Linked DNA regions of Mus musculus: region 1 is linked to region 2. The links are chromatin contacts, called in public Hi-C maps. All regions are on one chromosome and are shown on one strand. Each heading gives the region's core, a stretch centred on a gene start, on an enhancer-like site or on the middle of the called end of the contact. The rest is flanking DNA. Distances are from core to core; before and after follow the strand shown. Region 1 overlaps Foxo1 (forkhead box O1). Region 2 has its middle 15 kb from the start of Gm30235.

What was found. A called contact is a pair of places that touch in the nucleus more often than the background predicts.
Region 1: a contact with region 2 is called in a Hi-C map of pro-B cells, with 4 times the contacts expected there. The contact joins two enhancer-like sites. A contact is called at or near these places in 2 of 484 Hi-C or Micro-C datasets (pre-B cells and pro-B cells) and 5 of 115 datasets of contacts at active chromatin or transcription factors (astrocytes, fibro-adipogenic progenitors, large pre-B cells and 1 more).

What each region holds. Positions count from the first base shown.
Region 1 is chr3:52,318,616-52,324,618 of GRCm38.p6, reverse strand. The region is part of intron 1 of Foxo1 (forkhead box O1); the gene reads right to left. Among named protein-coding and RNA genes, the nearest start is that of Foxo1, 53 kb to the right of the region's middle. Within about 2 kb of position 1,443, at least 46 of the 459 cell types and tissues checked have an H3K27ac peak or open chromatin away from gene starts, as enhancers often do. A contact at or near this core is called in pre-B cells and pro-B cells, where this site is marked.
Region 2 is chr3:52,631,503-52,638,049 of GRCm38.p6, reverse strand. No RefSeq gene overlaps it. Among named protein-coding and RNA genes, the nearest start is that of Gm30235, 15 kb to the left of the region's middle. Within about 2 kb of position 3,454, at least 95 of the 459 cell types and tissues checked have an H3K27ac peak or open chromatin away from gene starts, as enhancers often do. A contact at or near this core is called in pre-B cells and pro-B cells, where this site is marked.

The sequences.
Region 1 (6,003 bases), core at 194-2,693, 310 kb after region 2:
TAAAAAACCAAAAAGGATGAAACCATTTAAAGAGACTAGAGCACAATAAAAATTCTCCTCTATTCCCTCATCTATTAACCCCTAAGCCTAGGTTTACTCAGGCCAAGCCTTAAATAAATCTTCAATGAAGTCAAGTGGGCACATATGCGACTTTTCTTGGTAAAAACAAGGTCTGGGGCTGGAGAGATGGCTAAGTATTTAAGAGCACTGACTGCTCTTCCAGAGGTTTTGAGTTCAATTCCCAGCTACCACATGGTGGCTCATAACCATCTGTAGCAAGATCGGATGCCCTCTTCAGGTGTGTCTGAAGATAGTAACAGTGTATTCATACATATAAATAAATAAATTCATTAAAAAAAAAGGTTTGTCACTACATCAGTAACAAACAGAGCAAACACAAATGGTCTCAAAGCACCACTGATATCTACTATCCCTAAGACAGGTGGTAACTGACGAGTGTATAACGACACATCATGGACTATCTATTCAGCTATAAAAAGGACAACGTCTTACCATTTAAACGTGAGCAGACCTGAAGCACATTATATAAGACAGCTATACAGTCTCACCAGTACATGCAATATAGAATGTTGGTTTCAACAGACGCTGACTGAGCATTGCTACTGGAGGTCAGGACGGGGCTTAGTCAAAGGGTTTTAATTACAGCTGGAGGGGAGAAATACTCTGGGTGACAGGCTGACAAAGCATGAGGATAACATGCTAAGTATTTCAATAAAAGCTTCTTAAAGATCTTGAATGTTTTTTGAAAAGAATATTTAAGAGGCTAGATACTCTTTCCCTGATTTGAACATCACAATTCGAGGATGTGGAAACATTTATTTACCAGGTGCCTCTTAACGTGTACAACTTTTATGTCAATTTAAAAAAATGACAGCAATAATATGCATTAAAAGAAATGTCAAACACTTCTATCTACTCTCATAAACAACTCAATACAACGCTTGCCAATTCCAAAGAAGAGGCTGGCACAAAATGTGCATTTCTATCCCAAGTAAGACCTTCTTTTCCAATTAGGACATGGGAAACTAAAAAAAAGTACAATCTGTATTATTTTAAAAACCAATTTAGTTAATTTTTTATTTACTTAGAATTCAAAGTTTGCTAAAAATAGACAGTACACAGTAGTAAGTGTCACTAAAACCAGAAGTACTGCAAAGAAAAGATCTATTTCAGAGTTAAACTCAAAGGTCTGTGTTGTAAAATATTTGGTCTTTGTTATTCTCTCAACACTCAATTTGGAAAGAGAAACATGCTCCAGTTTGGGTAATTAACCAGTAACATAAGTCAAATAATGAATTCTGCTACCTCCTAAATACATCTGAACAGATTACCAAGTCTTTCAAAGCAATTTCAAAGCGGCACTGCAGCCTTGCAGGAGCTGAGACACAGGAAATGCATGTTGACACGTGCAGCTCGGGCAGCTTCCAGGCGGCTGCATAGAGGAGCTCACAGAGGAGCTGCAGCCAGTCCTTGGAGCAGGACTAGACAGCGCCCAAACCAAAATGTTTAAGGCTGCTCAGAAACAAAGATGTGAGGAAGGAAATAGCAGAGAGGAGTTACAAAAGCCTTGCTCTTTTGTCAAGTATGCAATTATAGAAAAAAAAAAAAAGTCTTCCTGGAAGTCTACATATAAGAATGCCAGCCCTTTCCCTCTCTGCCGTTTAAGAGTCCTACTCTACTCCTCCAATAACACCTCTGAAACAAGTCTGAAACACTCCTTAGATGCCGCCACCTCTGGGTTAGCAGGATGGCTCAGCAGGGAAGGGCACTTACTGTGGGGCCTGACCACACCATCAACCCCCAGAGCCTGCCCACACAGTGGAAGGGGCAGTGACTTCTCAGAGTCCCACAACTGTGCTTGAACCTGTGCATACAATAAGTACCAGATGTAATAAAATGTTTTCTAAAATGCCATTGCTGTCCAAGAGTGACTGCCAACAGTGACGGGCAATCCCACTCAGATGACCAATCAGACCTCTTCTTACATAACAATGAACTAGACTGAGCAGTATCTTGTACCTAAGCCACACGAGCAAACAGACTAAGGGAGGGACCTACACTGTGGCCTAACCACACTATTACCTGCTGCTGAGATTAATAGCTACTTCTTACATGAAGACTCCAGGAGGCCACTGTCCCCAAAACACTCCCCTCACCCCCCAAAAATGATCACTTCTCAAACACACCTCCTCCCAGGTTTAAGTCAAGGGTGTGAGAGCTTGTTACCTGTCAAGTGAATGCAGGAGAGAGACTGCCTCAAGTTTCCTTTTCATTTGCCAACCTTGGAAAGAGGCACCAGGTGTAAGACAGGAAGCAAAGAACCAGGAGGCATCCTCCAGCCAGTGACCTTTTGGCTACTCAGTGATTCAACTGAGAACACAAGACTCTTTAAATGCTACGATCATAGAATTAAGAAATTAGAGAAGGCCCTTTCTAAGTAACCCAACCAAGAGAGGAAAGAGGGTGGCAAACGTGCTTTGTGTTCTGCAGAGCAGACTCCAGCTGCCCAATAAGTGATAGTTCCAGAGAGAGAATCCTGAAATGCTGAAGATGAAACAATGCTAACACCAAGCCAGAGCGCCAAGGCACTAACTCAATCTGTTTGCTCTGTGGAAGCCCAGTAGGCATGGGGGTGGGGTGGGAGATGGGGTGGGGGCACACACTAAGAGCTACTCCACTTTAAACAATATACCACAAGTAATGCCTTCTCTGCAGCTTTTCTCTAAATCAATAAACAAGTCAACTGATATGCTAGGGTAGCAGGATACATCTTACATTTTGATGGTTCACTCACAGCCAGACTTATAACTACTAAACTGCTAAGATCACATTATCTTTCAAGCTAAATTCACCTTTCCACACTGGCTTTTTAGCAGTCTCTTGCATTCTATCACTGTCTATCTTTCTGCAGTCCATGCCTCTGCTTTCTGGTCTTTAATCTATGTATAGGAATAGCACGATGCTCAGGCTCTAAAAACCTTTAGACAGGACTGACAGTGCCACTCTGCAGGTCCACTGAGGAGAAAGAACAGTTGCTAACTTGCTCTGACCTACAGAGATGTGGACAGTGGTCTGGTTGGAGATTCCACTTGAATACATGGTACTATGACCTCCTCCCAGAAGCTAAGAAAGCAAACTCAGCTCAGACCAACTGAAGAGGGGACTCAGTGGAGAGTCAACCTAGGCTGAGGCTAGGACAGGACCCAGTTGGTAAACATAGCTGGAACTGAAGAAATAAATATTTAGTAGGTCCATAAACTGACAACACTTAGGAACAGAAAAGCCAGTTGTTTTGAAATTTCACTGTTTTGGTGTTCTGGGTGCCTATTTTCTTGTAGTAGGTGTCAGTGTGTATTTGTATGTATGTGTGTGTGTGTGTGTGTATATACACATATACATGTATATATATGGTTGAATAACTTGATGCGAAAGCCACAAAGTGAGTTTTTCTGTTTTGAAGGAGCAGGAAGAAATGTTCCTGCTTGTGGAGCCCCAGCTGCTGACATTGCGCCAGCATACAGCCTCTCACTCACGCCGCACACTCAGGTTCTGGACCATCCCTGCCCACTCCAAATACGCAGCCAAAAGGAGCAGTCTTCCTGGTCCTACTGAAACTGCTGGTTTAGCCATTGAATTTTGAAGTGCTTTGTCATTCAGCAAGAACTGTACTGGTCACCTCTTCTTCTTCTTCTTCTTTTTTTGAAATATATTTACATGGTAAAACATTCAAAGAAAGGCTTGACTTTTATAAGGGTCTCCTTAAACATCACCTCAGCGTACTGCCCCAGAAGTCAGCAAGCAGCTCTTCTTGTTCAACAGTCACGTGCCGCAAACAATTAGACTCTATAACAAGTCACAGCTGAGGAGGAGCCTGCCCTGTGTGGACATCTGGAACACGCTGCTTGCATACAGACAAAGGAGATACAGTGAGGGCAGTGCGTTTGACATGGCTGACCCTGCAGAAACTACAGGTGTAAACTAAAGAGCTCCAAAGCAGACAGGTCTTCTCTACAGACACAGTGACCGTCTTGTCCTGAGTGGATGCAGGGCGGAACTGGCTGAAATGTAGGCCTTTTGGTTCAGTGGCATGTAAAATTCTCCTTGAGGTAAGAGATTCCAGTGCTACCTCAGTCAAAACTGTTAGAGATATTTCCATCTTCTCAATCACTTTGTAACTTAAGAAAAATCTATCAAAGAAACTTGACTTTCCCGTACATGAGAAAGGCTGGATACAAAATGGTGCCATGGATTGCCGACACTCAAACTTCCAAGCCTTAGTCCTCCCATCTTCCCCTAAGCTCTGAGTAGGGTCTAAGTTCTCAAGTGCAGCACTTAAAACCATGACAGAGCATTAGACATTTTTCATTTCCCAATCCATAAATTAAGGCTTTGTAGAGAGGTCAGATGACATCTCTAGACGTGTGACACTGCCCCTCCATATGCAGATTCTACGTACTGTACCTCTTGCACGCAGCGTCACTGCCGTCCCCAGCCTCCGAGCTATCGCTCTCTCCTCCAACAGCAACTAGTCCTAGACAGACTAACTCTAAAACCTATGCCCGGCCCTATGTGAATTCAGGATAGCTTCTTCTCAGCATATAACATCACTTGTGAGCTTGGCCTGCGGGGGTCTTTAAGGGAGTGATTTTAAAATGGGGTAAGCAAAGGGCCAGTGAGATCACACATCAGGGAGAAACACTTGACACAGGCTTGACAACCTGAGTGCATCCTTAGAACACATAATGAAAGGAGGACCAATTGGCACACACGTGCGCAAACACACACACACACACACGAGAGAGAGAGAGAGAGAGAGAGAGAGAGAGAGAGAGAGAAAGTGAGAGAGAGAATGAATTATAAACTTGTATGAATCACAGACCGATCAGTGTAAAAAGCTTCCTTGTCCTGAACAGTGCATGGTGAAAGGCATTTGGTTCCCACACTCCTTCAGGTCATTTCTGAGGATCCTGAATTTGGGCAGACATCTTGGAGGAGGTCTGCCTTGAATGGAAGCTGCTCGCTCAGAGATGAGAACCTTCTGTCTAGGTCACTTGTCTTTCCCCGGTGCTCAGCAGTCAGTCAAGCAGAGAAGAACCCTTGAATACTACTTTACACTACTGGCAGGCCCTGACTGTCTTGCTATGAAACACAGAGTGAGTGTGGAAGGAAGTCAGCCACTCCTGTGTCCTCTGATCTCTACACTCACACATCACATCTCTCTCTCTCTCTCTCTCTCTCTCTCTCTCACTCACTCACTTAGTAACTAACTGTCTAAGGTTTGGACCTGTGACATAGCATGCTTTATCTTTCTCTCTCAGTTAACTTAATAACTAATTGTTTAAAGTTCAGGCCTGTGAGATAGCTCGCTCACTCATACATACACTCACATCCTTTCTCTCCCCCTCTCAATATCTATCTGTCTATCTGTCTGTCTATGCTCTCTCTATGTACATTAGGTGATTTAATACTGTTTAAGGTATTGTTTAAGGGCTTGTGAGATAGTCCAGCCAGTTAGCGCATTTGGCCTCTGAACCTGACCACCTGAATTTGACCCCAGTTCCCTTATAGTGAACAGAGGGAACTGACTCTTGCAAATTGTCATCTATGCATGTGCTGGACCATGTACACACAAACGAACAGTAAATAAGCAAAATGTAATACACTTTAAACAACAACAAAAAAATGCCAATTATGCAAGCTGGGTGTGGTCTAGCACATCTTTGATCCTAGAGGCAGAGGCAGGTGGATCTGCGTTTGAGGCCGGCCTGGTCTATGTAGTGAGTTCCAGTGACCACCAAACAAACAGAAAGGCTATGGCTCAGGCTGGAGTTTGAGTGACAATACAATAAAGAACTGAAAACAGTCTGCCTTCAACAGTCTCAAGTATCAGTTCTCAAGGATTTCTCCAAAATATCCAAATCCTGTAAAACTATGGCACCGTAAACGCCTTACACTCTTCTCTGAGCGCTCACCTCAACCCAG
Region 2 (6,547 bases), core at 2,205-4,704:
CTTCTGGACCATAACTATGCTTCTTTCTGCTCTAAGCTTGACCAATTCCTATGTCTGCATTATAGGCACCCCCATGACAAAGCCAAAGCTTGCTATGACCAGCTGGTCCTTAAGCATCATCCTCTTCTCTTCCCTCAGCCTCTGCCTCAAATCTCTCACACCCTGTCTGTCTTACCTCTTGAACATTCCTGAAATCCACTCTTACCCCTTTATACTTGTTGCAACCACTGGTGATGTTCAGGGATTTTGTTTTGTTTTGTTTTGTGTTTGTTTTCATTTTTGTTTTGTTGTTGTTGTTGTTGTTGTTGTTGTTAACATTGCCTGAATTATGGCAACAGGCTCTCAGCCTTGTGACTTGTCCCACACTGCCAGCCATTCTCATTGCCACCAGACACAGATGTGATCTTACCATCCCTCTCTTTAACATTGTGGCCTTGGACTGGAGAGATGACTCAGTGGTTAAGAGCACTGACTGCTCTTCCAGAGGTGCTGAGTTCAACTCCTAGCAAGCACATGGTGGCTGCACAAACAGCTGTAATGGGATCCAAAGCTCTCTTCTAGTGTGTCTGAAGAGAGTGACAATGTACTCACATACATAAAATAAATCTGAAAACAACAAAACAATTGTGGCTTGTTGCTTAACAGATCCCATCTAACCCACAGCACACAAGCTTCTGCTACTAGCCTCTCCATGATGGCTAAGCCTATCACTTATTATTCTCACACTCAATGGCCAAATCTACAAAGTTCCCTGCAGACTAGCATCCCCAGTACCATCTGGAAGCATGGAAAAATACGGTGTCAGATCCTGCACCAGGAGTAGACGTGACACACTCTGTATTTTGATAACATTCATGTTCATGTATCCTATGCATGTGAAATCCTAAGACTTACTCCCCCGAAGCTGAGATGCTTACAAAAAGACACACAGACAACCTTCTGTGCATACATAACATCTGATGAAAACTATTTTATGCACATCCTTTTTTATTTTAATTTGAACTTTTGCACATATTTTATGAGTTGTCCATTTTAACACTTTATTCAGCACGTTTGGCTATCCTCCTTATTTTGGATGGAATGGTGGTTGCCTCTCGGTTGGCTGAAGCTCCTTTTGTGTTTTCCAACATCCCCTCTTCCAAGAGACTTTCCCCATCCCTTCAAGCAGCTTGCTTCTGCTACCGCGCATTCTTGCAAACATTATGATTGCGTTGTTTTGAATGGTTTTAGTTGTTGCTTTGCTTGGGGGCCTCTTCATTTGTCTCTCTAGATTGTGGTGTCCCAGGGATGAAAACTATGCCATCCCTAGCCCATAGGATAATGATAGAAGACTGGCGGCTTCCTAACAAAGCAAAGAAGCTCTAAGTACAGAAAATGCCTGTCTTGTGATCACATGGCCGAGATCACATGGCCGAGACGTCCAGCTAATTTCTAGTTGTTGACACCACAGCTGAACAGATAACTGGAGCAAGACAAGGCTGATCCTCATTTACCTGTAAGCAATCCAGAACATTCCAAATAACGCTCTCTATTGGTTTTTTTTTTCAGTTCTGTGTCTCTTTGGGGTCTATATGTTCTTTAAATATTTTAATTTATTATCATCATCATCATTGGTGTATGTGACAAGTTTGTGTGAGGTGTGTATGTGTGGCATGTATGTGATGTGTGGTGTGTGTAGTGTGTGTATGTGTGCGATAGCACAGTGAAGAGGTTAGAGGTCAGATCTGTGAAGTTGGCTTCACCCCTCCTCCATCTCCATGTAGGTTCCAAAGTCTGGGCTCATGCCATCAGGTCCTTGGGGTAACCATTTCTGTGAGTTGAGCCCAGTCCCCAAACTTTCTTTTCTGTTTTACATTTGCTGACACATTGGGGGGAGCAGTGTATATTATGTATGTATGCATGCATGACACTGTACATCCGTGGAGATCAAAGGACAACCTGAGAGATTTGGGTCTCTCCTTCTACCATATGGGGTTCCAGGGATCAAACTCAGGCCATAGGCTTGGCAACAAACTCCTTTGCCCACTGAACCATCTCATCAGCTGGGATAGATAACTTCTATCAGGCAGAGCAAGAAAAACATCGACAAATGTCTGGCAGGTTTCGCTTGCTCCATACTTTGAGCTTAATAGATACACAGCCAGGCCAACATGACTGCTCATAGAAGCAAAATTCTCATTTGGAAGGCAGTCATGTCATGTTTCTGTCTGCTCCAGGGTATCCCTGCCTGATTCTAATCCTGACGTGACATTAAATTAATTAGTAGAATAGTCTGACATCTAGAAACAAAATAGTAGCTAATACATTATTCAGATATGCACACTTCTCTAAATCATTTATAATGAAATTTGCGGTGTCCACAGGTCAAAGAGACGTTATTGAACCAAATCTTTTTCTTTTTCTTTTTCTTTTCCCTGTGGTGCTGGATTAAGAATGTCACTTAAGTGCTCAAACACTGAGCTATGTCTCAAACCTAAATTAGTTTCTTTATACACAAACTTGAAATTAGAGCAATATTTCTACCTACTACACAGGGTTACTGTGAAGCTCTAAAAAGACAGGACATAGAAAATCTACAAACTTGGGGCTGGCAAGCCGGTTCGTTAGGTAAAGATGCCTGCCACCAAGCCTGATGACTTGAATTTAATCTCTAGTATCTCGTTAGGTAAAGATGCCTGCCACCAAGCCTGATGACTTGAATTTAATCTCTAGTATCCACAAGCGTGAAAGGAGAAAATCAGTTGCCTCCACGTGCACATAGGCCATGTCCATGCCCGCCCCCACGCACACACTTATACACCTGTACACAGTACAAATAAAATAAAGTCTAATACACTTCAAGAATATAATTGAATTTAAAATTTTAAATTAAGAAAATAAAAACTATATACTTGAAAATTCTAGCATTATTTATTGACATTCACTTTTTTAATGATTTTTTTTTAAATATCACTTCTGGCAAACAGCTATAGATCTTCTCTCGTAAGTGTTTCTTCCTGGACCAGAGGGATGGATCAATGGTTAAGAGCATTTGTTCGTGCAGAGGCCCTGGGTTCCATTGCCAGCATGCACATTTGCAGTTCACGACAGTTCATAACTCCACTCACAGGATGCACAGGGTACTCAGACAGATGAATAAGATGTTCATATGCATAAAAACAAAGCAAAAGTAATTTACATGGTTCTCCCTGTCTTTCTCTTCTGTATGTATCCCCTGCCCCACCCCCGCTTTTTTTTTTATTCCAAGGATATAAATGCCACTTCTAGCTAATGGTTACTCAGATGTATGCAGAGGGAGCTCTTCGGGATATACGAGGCTCTCCACTCACTCATTTTAATCAGAACTAGAGTAAATTAGACAGACAGGTTCTCCCCCTGATATACAGTGCACTTGACACTATATAGAATGGCTCACAGCCAAAAGGGTGACACCATTTCCTGTTGCTTTAGTTCCTCTCGCCTACCCTGCCATGTGTGTCACACTGGATGAATGTGTGTTTGCTCATGGGGAAAACTGCGCAGACACAAAGTAGGAAACAGACAGGAAACAGCAAAGAGGCCAGAATGTTACAGTATCGCTTTCACTGGGGCAGCGCCCAGCACTGGCTTCTTTTAACAGTAAGATGCTAGATCCATTCAAATTGAGCTCATTAAACTTTATTAATTTCCTATTGCTATTCTATTCCAATCTCCATTAACTAAAAATGCTAATTAAAATAATTAAAGTTGACGAAGCTCAGGGTTAAGTGAACCTTAGTATTCTCAAGGCCCTAGATTATTTCCCCAGTACCGAATAGATAAATAAAATGAATATACCTAAATAACATTAGCTCCCAAAGTTGTTTTCCTTATCTAGCAAATTAAGCAAATGAGACCCGCTTTGCAATGGTGAGGATACCTGTAGAGAATACATTGGGAAGTTGGCTTTGGACAATTAAAATCTAGAAGTAATAAAATGATTAATTCATGGGAGACAGAAACTATGGTCATGCTTAGAATCTCTGCCAGTAGAGAGGTATTAATCTCAATTTTCTCCTCGAAGTACAGGCCTTGATTAGAGACCCCAAGATGAATACTGTCTAGGCAAAAGAAGGGATCCTGTCAGAGAGCAACAGTGGGTGAGGATAATCCTGGGCGTGGCACCTGCACGGAGGCTCAGCTGCGGCTTGCTGGGCTGTCTGTCCCACCAGCAAACAGGCTTTATCAGGCATGAAAGACATATAAATATCACTGTACTTATTTCCGTAGTTCATTTTTTAATGGTTCGTGTTAATGGGTATGTAATTTGCTTATGAGAACAGTTTCCCTAATATGCTTTTAACCACCTGCATGAGCCAGCTCAAGTCTAACAAAAAAAGCCTTTTGCATCGCAAATACTCTCAGCGGTGTTAGAGAACTGCGTGATCTGCAGCCAGCGCGCGATGATTCGCTGCTGTGATGATTCTGACTTCACACCCACAGGACTTTATTTCAGCCATGGGGCTGACAGGGTAGACGATAGGAATGTCGGTCTTGAGAGGTGTCTGACTTTGAAAGGCCCACCACCTTTCAGTTTCTCCATTAGTCTGAGTATATGTATGTCAGCTATGGCTGTAGATAGTTTCAGAACCATTGCTTTGAAATTTCCCCTAGGGCATCCCGAGTAGAATGTGAGGCAGGACAGTTGATTTGATTTTTTCCACTTTGTGTTGAATATCAGCTTTCCAACATGCATTCAGAAAGGAAGAAGCTGGGGTTTGTAGGAATAACAGTGGATTGTATCAAGGAGAAAAGCAAACAGTCACACTGCATTGCTCAAAGCTACATACGTTCTCTGCGTTTAAGGACGGGTGGGAGAAGCAAGCAGTGTGTGCCTCATTTGGCAGCTAGGGAAACAGGACTTTAGAAGTTGAAGTGCTGTTTAAGATTATATGCTCCTGAAGAGGGAGGGGAGATCATTATGATGAAAATACATTGTGTGAAATTCTCAAGTGATTAAAATCATTTTAAAGTCACACGCACAGGTACCCATCGGCTACAGAGCTGGAACCTGAGTTCTCATGTTGTAGTCGCCAGACTGGATGTAACTGCAGCAATCCTAGGACATATTTTAAAATTAAGGTAAAAGATAAATCACCGTTCATATGCTACCATTTTCTATCAGGGTTTGGCAGCAGGAAGCAGAGGCCATTGTAACTATTTTAAACAGGAAAACCAGTGCTCAGAAAACAGGAAAGTAGGCTGTAGGCTGGATTTCCAGACATGGCTTCAGGTACCCCCTGCTGGACTGTTCTTTAATGGGACTGTTCCCTCTACCCTAGTCAAAAGAAGGGAGTGGCTCATGACTTTGGGGTTCTAGAACAATGATCCAGATCTGGGGGACTGGGGACTACCAGTGTGACAGTTGTTTCTCTAGACACATGAAATCAGTGACCATACATGCATAGAACTCAGCTATAATAAAAGCTTGGCTTGCTAACAACTGTACCAAGGCTAAAGAAGGATGGTCCTTGTCCTTGATGAATGACGATTCAGATGTTGAATCAATATGTCTAGTGGAGAAACCTGCTCTGCATACTTAACTACTTAAACCCACCTGTAAAAGAATCTGAATAATATATGATTGAATGCATCCTTTCAACTTATAGGCAGATTCCAACACACTGAAATTCTCTCTAGATAAGGCGGGGAGCTTATTTTATATTCATCATATTTATTACTCCTCATTTATTTGTCTTTATGACTTCTCTCTCCAGCTAAGTGCAGAATACAATTTTGGATTCTGATCTTCTCACCCCAATAAAGACATTGAGAGAGAGGAACAATCCAGAGGCAAGTGGTGACGCAAGAACAGGTCAGATCTTAATGGTGCAAGCACCCACTCTCAGCCTTAGGAGAACAAGAGGGAGAGGAGAAGGCTGTCGTCTCCACATAGGCAAGGGGGGCATGGCTCTGGGAATGGGGGAACCCAGATAATCGACAGAGACTTACAGGAAGGGAGAGCTGGGCTCAGCAATACTCCTAGGTCTATCTGGCAGTAAGCTAAGCACGCTGTTCAGGCAGACAGAATTCCCTGTGGTGTGAAATAATCACTTTGAATCATATTTACCATTTGGTTGTATGCATTTGAGACATAGATTCATATACTGCAGAAGGATGTAGAGTATACATTTGCTTCCTATGTCTCCAACTCATTTACAAGCGCATGTATGGCATACAGCAGACCCTCAAATAGAATCTGGATGGAAGCATGAAGAGATGAACACAGCCAGGTACTACCAGCGCATCAGCGGAGGAGAACTGGCCTTCATGAGTCACCCACAGGAACTGGCTCAGAGTGGGAGAGTGGGCCATGGCGAGGAGATCTGGTGCTGAAGGTGTAGTACTAAAGAGAAAAGGAGGGGGAGAGAGTCTAACATGTGCACCAGGAAAACAGCAATGCCCCCAAAGGACCACTGAGACTGGAATGAACATGGCTTCCCGGTAGACAGTGATGGACTATGAATGAGCAGGCTACAAGGCAGGTTTTGGCACAGCTGCCAGGGCAGGGGGTTTTCAGTGTCCATGA